Regions from separate parts of the Sus scrofa genome. Here region 1 is linked to region 2. A link is a contact called in public HiChIP or PLAC-seq data. All regions are on one chromosome and are shown on one strand. Each heading gives the region's core, a stretch centred on a gene start, on an enhancer-like site or on the middle of the called end of the contact. The rest is flanking DNA. Distances are from core to core; before and after follow the strand shown.

Evidence for each region. HiChIP or PLAC-seq counts read pairs in DNA pulled down with a chosen protein or histone mark.
Region 1: a contact with region 2 is called in an H3K27ac HiChIP or PLAC-seq map of skeletal muscle. The contact joins the promoter of SLC38A6 here to the promoter of SIX4 in region 2. A contact is called at or near these places in 7 of 47 Hi-C or Micro-C datasets (embryonic fibroblasts, epiblast stem cells, fetal skeletal muscle and 3 more) and 2 of 2 datasets of contacts at active chromatin or transcription factors (alveolar macrophages and skeletal muscle).

The regions. Positions count from the first base shown.
Region 1 is chr1:189,922,064-189,927,650 of Sscrofa11.1, forward strand. It overlaps SLC38A6 (solute carrier family 38 member 6), which reads left to right and starts at 1,322. Exons shown (of 16, transcript NM_001267849.1): 1 at 1,322-1,478; 2 at 2,583-2,713; 3 at 4,715-4,788. The coding sequence starts at 1,374. It overlaps TRMT5 (tRNA (guanine(37)-N1)-methyltransferase), which reads right to left and starts at 1,245. Exons shown (of 5, transcript XM_003121846.4): 1 at 1,127-1,245. The coding sequence starts at 1,131.
Region 2 is chr1:189,680,671-189,686,478 of Sscrofa11.1, forward strand. SIX4 (SIX homeobox 4) reads right to left here and starts at 1,708. Exons shown (of 3, transcript NM_001244614.1): 1 at 837-1,708. The coding sequence starts at 1,708.

The DNA.
Region 1 (5,587 bases), core at 72-2,571, 240 kb after region 2:
CAAATACCATAAAGCTACACACTAACTTAACATGTTCACAATAAGTTTGGGGAATAAAATTTTAAATTGTTTTAAATAATGGGTGAATGCTGATGATTAAAACTTTTAGTGGTGTGTGAGAAGAATACTATCATTTCCAGGACAGGATGACCTTTAATGGTGGTAAATAATAAAAGTGCACCTTCTACCCATGTGTTGCCAGGACTAGGGCTTTGTGATCCATCACCCTTCGTTCAGTCAATGGACCTTCCCAACCACAATTTTCTATAGAACATGTTTGGGATTGGAAGGCTGAAGTTTAAGAATCACCACTAAATGAAATGGTCACAATATTTATGACCTTACCAATGGCAATATTTAAAAGGAAATTCTTGTGGATTCCTATTAGGTCAGGTGCTTTACATACATTATCAATCCTTGAGAGGTGTGCGTGGTATCACATTCTCATTTTGTAAATGAGTAAACTAAAGCTCAAGGGTAGGTTAATTGGCCCAAATTCCCGTTCCTGCCAAGTGGCTGAGCAAGGATTAAATTCCAGGGCCTGGTATTCTTAATATACTTCTATGTTGTCTTCGAAGTTTTACTGCCACAACTCCTGCCCATAACTAGAGGTTTCAGTATTTTGAGGATGAGGCCTGTTAAGTGTTATACTCATATTCCATTAACAGTATCAGTTATTCATTTTGTTACCGAAGAAGTAACTGTAAAAGGAAAGGGTCCCGTCTGGTAACCCTATAAAGCAACTGTCAAAATTTATAGCCAGGGTTCAAATTGGGTCTAGCAGGTAAACAGATGTGTAATTTACTTTGGGTAAATTACTTGATGTGAGTCTCGGCTTTACATGTGTAAAAATATGGCTAAAGTTCTATCAGAAAGCTTTTGAAAAGATGAAAGAGACTCCACACTCCCTGGTACTGTACTCAGACCTAGGCTTGGCAGGGCACCCGGGCGGTGGGTGACCTCGCCTAGGCAGCGCAAAGCGGAAAGCCGCCCTGAGCTGACCGGTACCGACAACACGCCCTCAGCCCCTTCGAAATATCAAAGGTGTAGCGGCCACCATCTCATCAACGTCACCATCCCATTTACCGGCGTCGCTCAGCAGCTGCCTCCCAGACCAACCCCTCACCTCATGCTCTGCTGCGGCTCGGAAATGGGTCGCCGACGGAGAGGCGGGCCCTCGATGACAACATCAATGTTCGTCGCCGAAGGGCGAGCGTCATCAGATCGCGTCGATTACCTTCTTCCTTCCCCGCCCTAGTGAGGTATAGGCACCCGGAAGGGCCGGGAATGCAGCCCCGCCTCTGGCGCGACTCTGGCCGGGAGAGCAGTGGTGGTAGCTGGTAGATGGACTGGGTCGTCGGCCAGCAAGCAGCATGGAGGCGCCGTGGGGGACCATCAGTGCGGAGCCGGGCTGGTTTGTCTCTACCCAGCAGATAGAAGAAGCAGAGGCGGAAGAGTTAAGCCCGTTGCTAAGCAACGTAAGTTAGCACAACTCGAGTCCCGGCACTTTTCTGATGTTCCTGCCAAATACGACGGAGAAAAGAAAGGGGAAGGCGAAGGGAGGAGGAAGAGGCTTAGGGCATGGGGCCCAAAGGCAGCAGCCGAGATTCCGAGATCTGGCGGACTTAATGAGTGTCATAGGAGCCTAACCTGTGCTAGAAAGAACAGCTGAAGTAGAGGTGCAGGCTCAGGTGAAGAGGTGCAGCGGCGAGTTGGAGGCTGGTGACCCCACTTAAAGGAGTAGCCCCAGGATTATGTAACTCCCTGCTGTTTTTTAGCATCTTTGTTGGTTTCTCGGCTTCTCGTTTCCTTCACCAGTCGTTTGAGCTTTGTGCAAGAGTCACAAGATTTTTCTTTTCCCAGCTTAGTCACTGGGGACCTGTAAATAACTTAATGCAGAGATCCTTAATGGTGAAGGAGTAGAGGTGGCCTGATAGTAGGTACATAGTACTTCCCTTGACCCTAAAGCCTGTGCACTCAACTTTTAACTTAAGTCAGTTTCTAGGACTTTGTTCCCAAATACTGTTTTAGTATTCCATACTGTTTAGTATTCCATAGTGTCCTCGCCAGAGCAACGTGAATCGCTATTTACTGTATCATCATTGTCAGGTGTTCCTGACCATCCTTCCCGTTGGGCAGACTTAATTCATTAAGTATATAAATAGAGATTAATTTTGCTGTCCTAGTCATTGAGGAGCAGCAGAAGTCTACAGTAACCCCATGCTGATTCAGGGATTCTTCAGTAATCATGTGAGCTTGGGGCCATGTTCCTGCTCTCTGTCCCCACCCCCATTTTACCCTATCTTCATCTTTTGCAGTCACAAGGTTAGTCATGACTTTTCAGAAGCCGACCTGGTTTCTGTGCTTGGAGTTGATTTTCCTAGGAAACCAAATTCCTGGTGCTGCACTAAGGGGAGGTGAGGAGGGAAGGAAAGGAAACCAGTGCTGGGTTGCTGGTTGAGCCCCTGGTATGTCACATCATGTGTCTGGTTTGCAGATATCCTCCATTGTCTGTCATTTCTTGATGAAATTTGAACCTCACCATTCAAACATTTGACTCTATTAAATTTGTGTGCTTACAGGAACTTCACAGACAGGGATCCCCAGGTGTTTCATTTGGTTTCTCAGTGTTTAATTTGATGAATGCCATCATGGGAAGTGGCATCCTTGGCTTAGCTTATGTTATGGCTCACACTGGCATTCTTGGATTTAGGTGAGTTATTTTCTTATTTTACCATTACTTTTTTCCCCCCTTAATTTTGATAGTTCAAAATAAGCAAAGAGATAGGCTGCAGAAGCTGGTACTATACAATTTCTAGTTATTTCTGGGCTTTTAACATTTTCTTCTTAACTTTTATATTGCTGCTAGTCTGTAGCTTGGAGGGATGCTACATAACCTGTATTTTTTTTTATCCAAAGTGTAGCTAATTTTAAAAAATGGAAACTTGATCCACACATTTATAACCTTAAGAAGTGGCTTATTTGTTGTGTTAAGTTGGCCAAAGTAAATCAGAGTTTATCAGCCATGCAGATTAATAATAAATAGCAATTTTGTGAGTGCAAATAAAGGACATAATCTTTTCATTTCTCCCCAACTCCTTTCTTCTTACTGTTAAGTAGTCTTGTTTCATCCTCTGAGGCTGGACATATATTCAGTTATTCATCTTTTAAGTCTCAGCTCATATTCCATTTGTATATTTGTTCTTTAATTATAATATATTGTAATAATTTGTTTGCAAGTTAGGTTCCCCACTAAACTCTGAAATCCTTTAGGACTATACCTTATCCTTAGCATCTAGCACCATGCTTAATAGAATGAATGAACAAGTTTGTTTTGTCAGCAGAAGCAGACCTCTTTTTCTAGGAAACTTAAGATACGTAGAGAGTTTCATTTAGGTTCATTTTTGCTCTTATTTTGAATTAAAAAAACTATTTTTATTGCCATACCTGTAGCATATGGAAGTTGCTAGGTTAGGGGTCAAATCAGAGCTGCAGCTGCTGGCCTATGCCACAGCCACAGCAACACCAGATCTGAGCCACCTCTGCGACCTAAACACCCGCAGCTTGCGGCAACACCTGAATCAGATCCTTAACCCACTGAGCGAATCTAATATGCATCCTCACAGAGGCAACTTGGGGTCCTTAACCCACTGAGCCACAATGGGAACTCCTTGTTTTGATTTTCTTGATTAGCAAACCAATTTTAAGTAACCCAACTTGCTTTTATTATGGAATATATTCACAAACTTTCATAGTTTTAAAACTTCAAACCTGTGTGACACCTTAGGCAAGACATTATCAGAGGATTTATATTTTAGTCCCCTTTGAAAAATTATATTTTAAAATCCATAAAGGGTCTTATATGTAGATGTGTACTACTGAATGTGTGCTTGCTGAATCCTATCACAGTTTCCATTTTGTGATGTCAAACTGTTATTTTGTCAGGTTTCCTGAGTCAGTTGACAAGTGTACTTTCACTTCTCTGTTCTGTTACTTATTAGCAAGTATTAAGTAGACTACAACCATAGTATTTCTTCAGCTTGGAGGGGACTCCACTGGGGACAGCTTTCTAGAAGCTTGTTCTACCAGTATCTTCCTGAGAATAAGTAGGGGGCTATGCATGTTGTTTCTGTTCACACTTTTGGTGAGAGGACCTCAATTATTACATTGCACATTTTCCAAATGGCATCGTTAGAAATGTGTTAACTGCATGTTTCTGGTTTAGTTTGGTGAGTGTGTGGGTTTAACAGATGCTAGGAATTGCAGTGTTAATTCACAATTATAGGTGAAGGTATGCTAAAGAGGTATACATCATTGGAAGGACAAGAAACGAAGAAAGGAAAAAGAAGACAATGATATTTAACAACTGAAATGTCCCTTTAGACTTAGAATAAGGAGAGATAATAAAAGGGATACATTGCAAAATAATTGGCTGAGCCAGCAGACAGCAGACAAGAGGGCTAAAGAAGGAAATTTGTTTTAAGTGAAGTTTTTTTCTGATTTTTTAAAAAATTTCAAAGCAGTATATTTTCATTTGAATAAATTTTGGTGAATACAGAAAGTATCTTCTTATTTTCTTTAATGATCATAATCCAACTACTCAGAGACAGTCCCTGTGAATATTTGGATGTGAAAAAAATTTTGTCCTTGTATTTATGATAGCATAAATAAGAAACCTTTGGGGGATTTGACCATGAATTCTTTTACATTTTAGTTTGTTGCTGCTGATGGTTGCTCTGCTGGCTTCTTACTCAGTTCATCTCCTGCTTAGTATGTGTATTCAGACTGGTGAGTAAAATACTGTGCTGATTCATTTGATGAAGCAGCTCTTTAAGACTTTAAGAGCTCTTTAAGACTGCATGCATTGGATTGGCTGGCTCCAATCTGAGTTCCAGCAGGCATACATCATTATTAGGTAGGTGGTTGAAGTAGAGAATTTCAAAAGGTCTGGATGGATAGACCCAGTCCTACGGGGGAATATCCCAGGACAGAATGGGTGGAGGACACTAGCATTCTTACCCGCCTTTCTCTACGACAAAGGACATGGTTTTCTGGGTTAAAGTAGATTAAAGGAAACACCTACAAGGTGTTTAAAGGATCCAGACCTTGTGTTATGGGGAAGTAATAGATAAGCGTTCGTTTGGATCACATTTCTCCTAGAGTGATCATTTCCTCAAAAACACCTCCCCAGGAGTTCCCGTCGTGGCACAGTGGTTAACGAATCCGACTAGGAACCATGAGGTTGCGGGTTCGGTCCCTGCCCTTGCTCAGTGGGTTAACGATCCTCCGGCGTTGCCGTGAGCTGTGGTGTAGGTTGCAGACACGGCTCCTCGGATCCCGCGCTGTGGCTCTGACGTAGGCCAGTGGCTACAGCTCTGATTCGACCCCTAGCCTGGGAACCTCCGTATGCCGTGGGAGTGGCCCAAAGATATAGCAAAAAGACAAAAAAAACCAAAAACAAACAAACAAAAAAAACACCTCCCCAGATCTATTACTGCCTTCTTTGCTCCCCACCCTGATTCCTGTTTTTATATATAAAAATATATATAATTTTTAAATTATGTTTTCCATTTTGGGAACTTTATTG
Region 2 (5,808 bases), core at 458-2,957:
GCCAATGGCTTGTCTGCGCCCACTCCCCCAACTACACCCGCCAGGAGGGAGCCACCGAGTGTTCGGGGCTGAGGAAGCAGCCCTCCAGCCCCACCACCCCAGCAGCGCTGAAATCCGAGACTAAGGAGTTCAGAATCAGGTTTCAAAACACCGCAGAGCAGAGCCGCACCAACACCCTACAGTTGCCGCGGCCGCGAAGGGAACCACAGCGGGCAGGGTGAATGATTAACTCTGTCATATAAAACCTCGACGTCCCCAGACCCCTTTCCGCGCCGCCAGCCGCCGCCAACTTTCCCCTCCCTCAGAGCGGCCACGGTCATCTTCAGCGCAGGCTCCGGGCAGCTGAACCCCAGGGGTCCCGGAGCGCGTGCGCGCGCCAGGCCGGTGTAACCCAGTGGAGGTGCAGACCCCGGCGGGCGCTGGCAACCTCCGTAGGCCGCCGGCGGCCACGAGAGCTGCCTTTCCGGCGCCTACACAAGCCCCTTCGCCCGGCCAGAACCGGGGACAGAGTGCCAACTTCAAAGCCAGCGGGATGGGGGTGGGAAACCGGGCAGCAGTGACCAGCCGCGGTGGGGGCGGGGATTGAGACCTAGGCGGGCGACGAGAAACTTCTTGGGGGAGGTGGGGGAGGGTAAAGAGTGAGGTTCTCCCGCCCCTCGCTACCGCTGCCCCCCCTCCCCCCGGCCGGGGAGAGAGGTAGGGGGCGGGGAGAGGTGGGCAGCCGGACCAAGCTGGTGGGGAAGGTAAGCGCCATGTTTGCGAGCACTTGGAGGAAAAGAAAGCTGGGAAGGGGGTGGGGGAGAGGAAGGGGGAGGAGGAGGAAAGTTGGCGCTCACCTTTTGGACTGGGTCTCAGAGGGGTTCCGATCGCGCTGCCGGCGGTTCTTGAACCAGTTGCTGACCTGGGTGAGGGAGAGGCCAGTGATCTTGGCCAGGTGCCGCTTCTCGGCGGGCGAAGGGTAGCGATTCTGCTTGTAGAGCTCCTTGAGCGCGTTGCGCGACTTCTCCTTGAAACAATACACCGTCTCCTCGCCGTCCCAAATGGTGCGGGGCAGGGGGAATTTCCTGCGCAACCGGTACTTGTCCACGGCGCCCAGCGGCCGGCCGCGGGCTCGCTCGGCCTCGGTGTAGCGTGCCTTGTACCAGAGCTGCTGCAGCAGCGGGTGGTTGGCCGATTCGAAGCTGTGGCTCTCGAGGATGCTGTAGAGCTCAGGGTAGATGCCCTGGTGGAAGGCCACCAGCGCCCGCGCCTTCAGCAGGCTCTCGTTGCCACGTAGCAGGTCGCTCTGGGGCAGGGACCACAGGAACCGGGCCAGGCGGTCCAGGTTGCCCCCCTGCTGCAGCGCCTCGCACACGCAGGCTACATGGTCTGGCGAGAAGGCCAGTGGGGTCTGCGCAGCAGCGGCGGCGGCGGCCACGGCGTGGTGGTGCCTGCCCAGAAGTTCCGAGTGGAGTTGTACCTGATCGGCCGCTGCTCCAGCCGCCGCCGCCGATACTGCCCCTTGCTCTCCGCTCACCCTGGCGGCGGCGGCCGCGGCGTCCCCCGGCTCCAGGGGAAAGGGGGCTGGAGCCGGGGGGCTCAGCCCCGCCGTCGCGCCCCCCGCCACTTCTCGGGGTGCCTCCTGCCCTTCCGAGGAGCTTTCCATCCCATTCTCCTGCTTGATATCCGCCGCACTTGCAATCTGCCCGGTGGGGGAGGAAGAGGACATTTTTTTTTTGTTGTTTATTTTCCTCCCTCCCTCACTCCCTCGCACTCTTTTCCTCTTTCTTTCCCCCTCTCTCACTCCTCCTTCTTCGTCTCCCTCCCCCCTCCCCCCCTCCGGAAAGCCCACTCCCTCCCTCCCGGTTTCGGCTGGATCTGGCCGATCAGGTTTCCCCCCGGCCACGCAGTCACCATTAAGATAGCTGCTAGAGCAAAGTAGTGTAAAAGGATAGCTGCTTTCTGCCGTTCCCCCAACGTGACTCCTCGGGTTGCTGCATACTATATGGCACTGGCGGCCGGGCCGGCCCGACCGCGCCACCTCATTGGCTATTTCACATTCAGAGGGAGGAGGAGACACCGTTTCTATCCCTGTCGATCACCCGCCTCCCACTCCACCCCTTGCCTTCCCCTCTCCCCCTGACCCCCAGGCACCTATACCTGAAGGGAGGCACCGACATTCTTTTCAGGCCCTGCTCCTGGGCGGGAACATGCCTAATGGGGCCTGGTAACTGGACAACAGACTCTTTCAGAGAGAGTCCCTACGATTCCAGAGGGAATATGAATTGTTGGGCATTAAGGTGCGGATGCTAAACTCTTAACAAAGAGACCACCCTCAGCATCTAGATGATAAAATTTCAGAGAACAATTCAGAAGCTTTCCTGGTATCTCTCTACTGCCCTTCACTCCCCTTTCTGATGTCTTTATTAAGGATTTTGCATTGAAAAGGGTCAAGAATAAAATGGCACTAGGGAATGCTCTAATGGGGAAGCATTTACAGGAAATTAAAATTCCAAAAGCGGGGGGTGGGGGGTGGGACACTGAAAATGGTATAAATAGCCCTCTAAGAAGATGAAAACAAGAAGGCTTCAAAAAAATGTGTTTAAGTCACTTGGAGGGCTGGCTGCCCAACTGAGTTGGTGATGCAACTAAGCATATAGAACTTTTAGCTATAAGTTTATCCTGGGTCAGCAGAGTGGAAGAGGTCTAAGCTTTAGATTATAGTAGCAACAGTATGGAAATTTAAATCTCCCAGATGAACCCTTTCAGTATAAGTGTATTAATTGTTTTTTAGAGATGATATTCCTGGTAGAAACCATCTCTATGTGCAGGTGTCTTGGAGTTCAATGCAGGATCAGCAGCCATTTCTACAGCATAAACAGATGGGAGACTGCCTTCTGGTTTGCCCTGAAGGGTTTGGGGGTGGAGTCTGATGCTTTTTGCAGTTATATCTCTTTGCTTCATGGTTTGCATGAGATCTTACCTCAAAAAAGGATGAACCCATATCTGCTTCTCTGATTAAGATGGTTCAGTTGAGTTTGTGTCTGGTACTCTTTCTCAAAATGCAGCATCTTAATGACATCATTCTAATCTTTAATTCTATGTGGACTTGTATTGTTTCTGCTTCCCAGTTACCCAGAAATGCTTACTTCAATGTATTATAAAGCAGCTGTTTAGGTCACCTGCTATCATGATCACCTTGCTGAAGTTTTCTTTTTTTGTGGACAGGCTGAATTTCATTGCTGATCAATGACCAAGAAATCATTTGGTTTTGAATTTAACTTTTGTGCTACCTTAATGAAGCCAGCACTGACATCTCTGGTAGATTCAAAATTTATAGAAAAGACCACATGTTTCTACTCCATTGGGAATATCCAGTTAAATATCGGACTTCTGGACAATATCTGAAACTCATAACTTTGAATTTTTAAAAATATGCTTTTTATTTTAGAAGAATTTTGACTTAAAATAAAGTCATAAAAAGAGTACAGAGAGTTCCCACTTACTCTTTATTTTTTTTTATTATTTTTAAATTTTTTGTCTTTTTTGCCATTTCTTGGGCTGCTCCCTCGGCATATGGAGATTCCCAGGATAGGGGTCGAATCGGAGCTACAGCTGCCAGCCTACACCACAGCCACAGCAATGCGGGATCCGAGCTGCGTCTTCAACCTATACCACACAGCTCACGGCAGTGCCGATCCTTAACCCACTGAGCAAGGCCAGAGATTGAACCCACAACCTCATGGTTCCTAGTCGGATTCGTTAACCACTGCGCCACCACGGGAACTCCCCACATACTCTTTACCTAGTTTCCCCAATGTTAACACTTTACCTTATAATGATACATTTGTTTAAGCAAATTAACATTGATGCAACATTAAAACTCTAGACTTTATTTGGATTCGCCAGTTTTCCCACTAATACCTGTTTTGGTCCATGATCCAATCCAGGATACCACATTCCATTTAGTTTCTTGAATTTTTAAAGCATATTTTTCAGAGCAAAGTAGACAAGAGGTAATGTGGTTTAGCGGAAAGGATGTGGATTTGGGGATCAGCTATCCAGATATAGGTTTAATCCTAGCTCTGCCATTTATTGGCTACTTGACTATAAAAAGTGGACAGAATTGTTGTGAGGATTAAATGAGATAAGATGTGTCAAAAAGCACCTGACACATAATTAATCTTTGTTAAATGTTTGTTTTCTTCCCCCTAATAGTATAAAATAGGAAACTTTTCAGTTGTACATACCTAGTGACAATTCATTTGGCTATGTTATAGGGCTATGGACTTTCCAACCATAGGAGTCTTCTTCTTCAGGCTTATCGTTAATAAAATCTAGTGCATTGACTAGGAAAACCATGTATTGGGTTTCTGCATGTCTTCCGTATAATTGTCTCCAGAGTACCAAGTTCAACAGATTATATAGAAGTAGCAGTGGCATTTTATGAAATCTGTAGCCTGTGGCTACATTGGTATTCTATAGCTCCAGGAGGAGATTCCTATAGGACCAGAAGTGAAATCCAACACCAGGCTCCAGATTTTTTTAGCTGGCTGAGCCTCAGAGCTCATTCTGGCAGCAATTCAAAGTGGACTGGAAGCCCTTGACTCAAATATAGTCAGCTACATTAGAAGAGAACTCCAGACTTGAGGGGGTGTAGATTTAATCTCAGAGCACTATTTTTGCCAAATGATTTGTAGAAGTGATGAATATTTGCTTCTACTTCCTGTGTCTGTCATACTGTGAGCATTGAGAGTGCTGTGCTGATATGCAGTCTAAAGCTATGTTTTCATTTGAGAAAACAGTTGAGATTGAGATTTTGTGAGAATGAAAATCAAGCTGCTTCTTTCTATATCTTTTCCTTACTGCTTGAAGTTAATGATGAGAGTACATAGAAATCTTTTTGCTATTTCAGTGTATTGAAGATCTGTTTCAGCACAAAATGTTGCACTTGGATTGAATATATTTAATGGTGTTTCCATCAAGAATGGAGATTTCCTTTTTCATGGCTGATTTTGGCTGTCTTGAAGATAGAGGGAAGGCTATATATCTGTGTCGCGGCCAGTTCTTTCTATTTCAGAAAGCTTATGTACTGGTGGTATTAAGGAAGTTAGGTTCTAAAGTAGTCTCCCAGATAGAGAAGATGTTCCATTGTTATTTGGTGATCAACAATTCATGATATGTTTTAGTTTTTTTTGTTGTTATTTTTAATTTTTTTTATTTTTTTTGCTTTTTAGAGCCACACATGTGGCATATGGAAGTTCCTAGGCTAGGGGTTTAATCAGAGCTGTAGTGCTGCTGGCCCACGCCACAGCCACAGCCACAGCCACAACCACAGCCACAGCAAAGGGGGATCTGAGCCGCGTCTGCGACCTACACTATAGCTCACAGCAAGGCCCGATCCTTAACCCACTGAGGAAGGCCAGGGATTGAACCAGCATCCTCCTGGATACTAGTCGGATTCGTTTCCCCTGTGCCACAACAGGAACTCCAGTTTGTGATATGTAATCAACATTTCTGAAGGATTGTTCATTTATCAAACATTTATTGAGTCTTAAGTCACATGGTGTTGCCTTCCCTACTGAAGGACAGAAAGAATATATATATATATATATATATATTTTTTTTTTTTTTTTTGCTTTTTTTAAGGGCTGCATCCACAGCACATGGAGGTTCCCAGGCTAGGGATCTAATTGTAGCTATAGCTGCCGGCCACAGCCACAGCCACAGCAATGCCAGATCCAAGCTGCATCTGTGACCTACACCACAGCTCATGGCAACGCTGGATCCTTAACCCACTGAGCGAGACCAGCGATCAAACCTGCAATG